Regions from separate parts of the Mus musculus genome. Here region 1 is linked to region 2. Evidence: chromatin contacts called from public promoter capture Hi-C data. All regions are on one chromosome and are shown on one strand. The core of a region is the stretch at or near the end of the contact, and the rest is flanking DNA. Distances in the headings are between cores, read along the strand shown. Region 1 holds the start of Sec22b (SEC22 homolog B, vesicle trafficking protein). Region 2 holds the start of Pi4kb (phosphatidylinositol 4-kinase beta).

Region 1 (3,088 bases), core at 69-2,568, 2.9 Mb after region 2:
GAGAATGCTTATTAATCAGTAGCTAGAGCTGAACTTGAGCTCAAAGCCTGTTTACATCACTTCTAACTACATGACCTGCTTGGAAAAATCTTTGCAGTCTTCCCCAAGTATAAAGTGAGAGCCTTCAGCTAACAAATTTCACAGAGTTGTTTAGTTAAATGTTCAGATAATCATAAGACACTAAGTATTTAGCAAAGAATAGTTATTACTAATGTAATAAGTATATTTGTATAATTCCTTTCTTTCTTTCTTCCTTTCTTTCTCTCTCTCTCTCTCTCTCTCTCTCTCTCTCTCTCTCTCTCTCCCTCCCTCCCTCCCTCCCTTCCTTCCTTCCTTCCTTTTCTAAGTTTACAAAACCCCTGTACCTCCACGTTCTTCTCATTTAATATTTACAAAAACCCTCTTGAGGCCAAGAATATCCCTATCTCATTGATGAGGACACCAAAGAAGAGAGAGATGAGAACTCTTCCTTAACGGTGATTATCTAGAGGTTGCTTCAAAAGCAAGTGAAAACCAAATTACTGGAAAGCCTGGTAAGATTCCCCTTTCTATACCATGATAGAGGCAGCCAAGAACCTAGATTTGGGGAGGCTAATGATGTATGTGATCCCCCTGTACTTCTTCATTTATTAATATATGCATATATATACATATATATATGAATAAATATATATAATACTAAATATTGCTGATCTCTTTTTAAAAGTTTCATGTGTGGGGGTGGCTTACTTCCGCTCCTGCCTGTGCAGCACGTGCATGGAAAGGTTGGAGAGGCCAGAAGAAGGTGTCAGATTCCCCTGGAACTGGAGTTACTGATGGTTGTAAACCAGCATGCGGGTGCTGAGTTGAACTCCGGTCCTCTGAAAGAACAGCCAGAGTTCTTGATCCCTGGGGCGGTCTCTCCAGCTCCTATTTGCCAATCTCTTACCACAAACTGTTTAAGAACTTTGTGACAGTATAAACACCCAGGCCAGAAAAACCCTCAAGAAACGAATCTCTGCTGAGACATACACAGATTATAAAATATTATACATAAAATGCTCTGTAAAAAAAATCTGAAAATACATAGCTTTACAGTTGCTTCATACTCCATTCGTCTAAAAAGTTCGCTCTCAGTCACCTTTCAAGCCCTACTAAGCTTGAGCGCCACTCCTCTTGCAGAGACACCACTTAGTGGAAACAAAAATTCACAAATGTGGGCGGGACTTGGTCGGAGGAATGACTGCGGAACTAAAGTTCCCGGTGGTTGTGGTTCTCGGTGGGAAGCCAATTGAAAGGACCGGTAGTGGAAAGCTCTGAAGTCGTTTCCGGCCACCTCAGCGGGAAGCGGAGACGCCAGCGGCTAGCTGTTGGGGACCTCAGCCGGAGGTGTAACTGGCCGCCGCCGGAGAAGAAGGGACAGTGACTGAGGCGGCCTGGTCTCCGTAGCCAGGGAAGATGGTGCTGCTGACGATGATCGCCCGTGTGGCGGACGGCCTTCCGCTGGCCGCCTCGATGCAGGAGGACGAGCAGGTAAGCTGCTGCCGGAGCCCCGAGCTCGCCCTGCTCCCGGCTAGTGAGACCCTAGCGACCTCACAGACTCCTTCCCCCTCTTCTCGAGAGCTCTTTTACCGTTTGCTCGTGAAAAGACTACCTGTGAGAAGAAATCCTTGTGGAAGGAGTTAGAGTTATGGTGGTAACTGTTCCTCTCTACACAGAAGCCCCGGAGAAAGCTTATCCAGGTTTAATTTGATCACCCAGTTTGTGATGACTTTTTAGGGACCTTCTTAGAATTTAGGACTTTTCTTTTGGGCTGCTGTTAAGGCTGCTGACTAATATATCTGGGGAAGACCAACCCTTGGTTTCTTCACCTCGCTTTCCTGTAGCTCTTGATCCTTGACCTAGCTCGATGACATATTTTGATAGAGGATGAGGTAATATTGCCACTTACAAAGTTGTCAAGGTTCAGTAAAGTGCCTACTTTCACGGCTATGCCTGATTTTCTCCTGCTCTCATAAAGTATATTATTCAGATGAGCCCAAGAATATGATCCGGACAAAGGAGATTGGGGGCTGGGAGTCTTAGAGAACACTTCCTTTGAAAAATATTTTCCCCGTGAGGGGTATCAGTGGGGTAGAGATGGGCAGAATCTGATCAGTTGCACTGAAGTCTAATGGAGGAGAGGGACCAAAGTGGGTCTGAAATGCTACTCAATATCAGTGGGCCCCTACTCTCTGCTTTGAAATTTTTCTGAAAAAAATTCATGGATTCTTTCTTAATTTTAAACTTGGTATTTATTTGATATTGGTCTGCCAATATTGGTTTGTTTCATTGATGAGAAGTTCTCCACAGAAGTGTTTTGTTTTGTTTTTCTGGTTGTGATTTATCATTTCCCTTTATTAATTTTGATTTTAAATAATAAGCCTTTCTGAACCTTCAATGTCTGCAGAAGCATCGGTCTCAGACTCTTGTTTTACCATCATGATAGTAGACAGAACGTCACACACAGCCTCATATAGAACAGCACTGTCCTGAGAGTGCTAGGGGTGCTATTTCTCTGGCCCTCCTCATACCACCCATGTCAGAGTGTGTGCTCTTATTGCCCTTCACAGGGGCTCTTAGGCTTAAAGTCACACTGCTAACAAGTAGGGTAATGGAATGTGCCCAGGGTTGTTGGTGGTGCTGGTGCTGGTATGGTGCTTTGCTTTGCTTTGGGGGTTGGTCTGTTTTTATCAGGGACTGTTCCCATTTGGAGCTGGTTGATACTTTGTTGGGAGAGACTGTCCTGTGCCTTGTAGGGCGTCTATCCTTGGCCTCTACTTCCAGACGGCAGTAGCAAAAGTTCCTTTAGGGACAAAATCAGGCCTGGTTGAGAATTGCCAGTTTCAGTAATCAGTATTTTATTAAGTAAGCTATTGTTTTTAAAATCAGTATCAGTTTGGCTCTAGACCAGAACCTTCGTTCCTAATCATTATTCTGTACTGTCTTGTTTAAGACTTTTCAACCACGTAGTCACTTCTTACTAATGGAGAAATAACTTTTTTTTTTAGAAAATTGGGACAATTTCTAGATAGAGCTTGCCTTGAACTGACCCCACTGTCTTAGCCTT
Region 2 (3,165 bases), core at 113-2,612:
TCAGCTTTAGCTTTTTATCTGCCTCCCAGTTAAATACGGAAGCAGGGGCATGGTTCACTCACCATTTGTCTGTTTCAATAACAGACATGTAGTACTATAACCCATACTTTCTTGATCCCCTCCCCCAAACCTTAGAAAATGTTATTACATCAGATACTACTGTTGTTAATGTAGTGCTATAATAATATTGTCAATATTATTATACAGAAGTTGAGGGTTAGTCCAGCTTGGGGGCATGTGGATATATTCCCACATGTTCCACAGGCCAGTGGCTTGAGCCAAGGAATATCACAAGCAGCCTGGGAAAAATAGACTGTCTCTAAAAAGGGAAAGAGGATAGGAAGGAAGCTAGAGAAGAAAGGGAAAGAAAAAAAAAGGAAACAAAGATCTCAAATCAGCTTATAAGTGCAATGAAGATGTCACCCAAGAGCTAGGCTCAACCCGTAGAATATTAAGAACCTACCCGCCTGCAGTGGTGGCACACGTCTTTAGGCGTAGCACTTGGGAAGCAGAGGTCGACAGATTTCTAAGTTCAAGGCCAGCCTGGTCTACACAGTGAGTTCCAGGACAGCCAGGGCTACACAGAGAAACCCTGTCAAACAAACCTACCCTTACAAGGGGCCTAAGATACTAAGAAAAGTCCCAGGAAAAGCGTTGGGACAGTGATTGTGGGGGGGGGGGGAGGGGTCTATGAGGCCTGTCTCACATGATTTTGTAGCCTTCGGAAAAGGAATAAGCCAAACTTTTGTCATTTCACTCACTTTTCCTAAGCTGGCTTGTCCAGCCTCTGTTAAGGCTTTGGCAGCTGGGGTGACCTTGGAAGCAGCACCTTGTCCCAGAGTGATGGTGCGAAACAGTGAAAGATTGAGGCGGTTGGACTGGGCCATTCCTGAAGCTATAGGGGCAAACTCATGGCATCATCCTTAAAGATGAGTAGGAAGAGGGAAATGAAGGTGATTGTACTCCTTTTTTCGTCCCTTCTCTTTCTTGTCTGTTTTCTGGCCCTCCTGCATGGGTCCTACCGGCTGACTTACGAAAGAAATCCCGTAGGATAGGAGAGGGAGAAAAAAGCCACTGGTGGCAGTTACGGTAACTCAGTGGTTTACGCAAATGAATAGTTTATATATAATTTGCATGTTCATACACTTTTGGAAGTACATAAAATATCGGTACCTCCACGTCCCTCCACTGATCTTACCCACGCTACTTCCCTCTCGGCTTCCTTAGTAAAGCCTGTCTCTTAGGCCCGCCCTCAAACACAGGGCCCGCCTTCCCCCGTAAGCCCCTCCTCCCTGCCCCCCCTCCCTAGCTTCCAAAAGCTCTTCCCCGCCCCCTTTTCCTTTCTGAACAGGCGTGAGTCGGGCAGCTCACTCGACTCAGATTACGATGGCATCAGTAGTGTCCTGACACCGGGAAGCAGGAAAGCAATCTCCCGGAAGAAAGGCTCGGGCCCAGGGGACTCTTACATCGGAACCCGCCAAGGAATTGTTATTTTGTGTCCTGCTAGTGGGGTCCGGTCCAACTTGAAGTTGCGTGAAGGCCCCTTCAGGCGGCGCCGCGGGCAGCCCCGCAGCCGGGGCCTGGAGCAGCCGCCGCGGCCGCTGTCAGGGAAGCGCAGGCGGCCAATGGAACCCGGGAGCGGCCGCTGCTGCTGAGGCGGCGGTGTCGGCAGTCCGACCCCGACCGCCTGCACCCCCTCCGCGAGGGTTCCCCGGAGGTAAGCGGCTCCTCCCCCGTGAGTCGCCTTTGCCTGTGTGTGTGTGTGGGGGGGTCCTTCTGCCACCCTGTCCCGCCCAGCCTACCGCGACCTGGGTTCGACTACAAAACTGCCCCCCTGGTGGCAGCTGCACCCCGAGGTCCTTCACCCTTTCCTCTCGGGCCCGGGGTAGTCTTCTCTGCTTTCTGGCTTCCTCTTCAGTTTAGCCCCTCCCTCTGCCCCGTGGATTCCACCTCCCCACCAGCAGGACACACACTTCGTACCTCTGTTGCCTCTGTTCCGTAACTATCTTCCTAAGTCGTGAACCTTTTCCACATTTGACCCCTTCTACAATATCATCCATGTTTGCCTTCCTCGCCGTTTGTGTTTCTGCTCACAAGCCTCTTCCATGGACTCCGCCTTTATCCCTTTTCCTATTTTGCCCCACTCTTCCGAGTCTGTGCAATCTCAGCACAGAGTTCTCATTTCCCTCAGCTACAGATTGTATCCCTCTCTTCTGCTTCCAATTCCATGACCTCACCATGACCCACTCCCCCAGCTCCTGACTTCCAAGAATTGCCTATTCCCTTCTCCTTAAAGGATCTCAGACTACTGTCATCATACCCAGATACCATCCACTTTGACCTTAGTCCTCAACCCCTCTCTAGGGTGCCTGATGATACCTGAAGCTGTCTTTGGCTTCTCTTTCCCCTTTCTCAATCTCCAGCCCTCTGGAGGGCTTCCCGTAGGAGAAAGCTCTGCCGTGAACACCCCTACAGATAGTGATTTCCAACTTTTGACATTCTCTCCAGGGATTTCCAACTTTTGACATTCTCTCCAGGATTCGGCTGATGTTTGTCTCCCTCGGCTCTGTTTTCCCTGTGGTCTTTAAGTGTTCTCTATCATGCCTTTTATCTCCACATATGATTTCAGATCAGCTAAAGCTTGAACTAAGAAGATGTGAGAGGATGGGGAGCCACAGTTGTCTCAAGCTTTTCTGGACAGATGTGTGTTTCTGAAGGATGAAGCAACTTTTAAAGAAGTCTATCAATCAGATTACATTTTGTTGAGTGTTTAAGAGCAACCACTAGGAAAGATGCTCAGAAACTGAGCATGGAAACTGAATGAAGTTGTGAGAAATTTTGCTTTAGATTACTTTAGGATTTCTGTTAGATCACAGAATCTCCTACTCCTGTCTAGACCTAAGAGGAACCATTATTTTCCTGACTGAAGCTTAGTGGACTACTGTTGGTTAGTTTCATAAGCATTTGGACCTAAGGTGAAGTTGTGTTTGTGTGTGTGTGTCTGGGGTTGGGGCTGATTGGGAAAAGGAACATAAGACAGTGTAAAGAGATGTATACTCAGAGTCAGGGCCCCTTGGTTCAGCTTGTAACTTCCTCACTTGAACTCTAGAATGGTCTTTTGAGAAAATGGCCCATTCTGCAAGCACCAGTACTGTAATAGGCTAA

Evidence for each region. Promoter capture Hi-C pulls out the DNA fragments that hold promoters and counts their contacts.
Region 1: a contact with region 2 is called in a promoter capture Hi-C map of hippocampal neurons, with 2.9 times the contacts expected there. The contact joins the promoter of Sec22b here to the promoter of Pi4kb in region 2. A contact is called at or near these places in 2 of 39 promoter capture datasets (hippocampal neurons and liver).

What each region holds. Positions count from the first base shown.
Region 1 is chr3:97,899,909-97,902,996 of GRCm38.p6, forward strand. Sec22b (SEC22 homolog B, vesicle trafficking protein) reads left to right here and starts at 1,319. Exons shown (of 5, transcript NM_011342.4): 1 at 1,319-1,512. The coding sequence starts at 1,438.
Region 2 is chr3:94,973,369-94,976,533 of GRCm38.p6, forward strand. It overlaps Pi4kb (phosphatidylinositol 4-kinase beta), which reads left to right and starts at 1,363. Exons shown (of 11, transcript NM_175356.3): 1 at 1,363-1,717. It overlaps B230398E01Rik (a long non-coding RNA gene), which reads right to left. Exons shown (of 4, transcript XR_003954666.1): 2 at 1,981-3,165.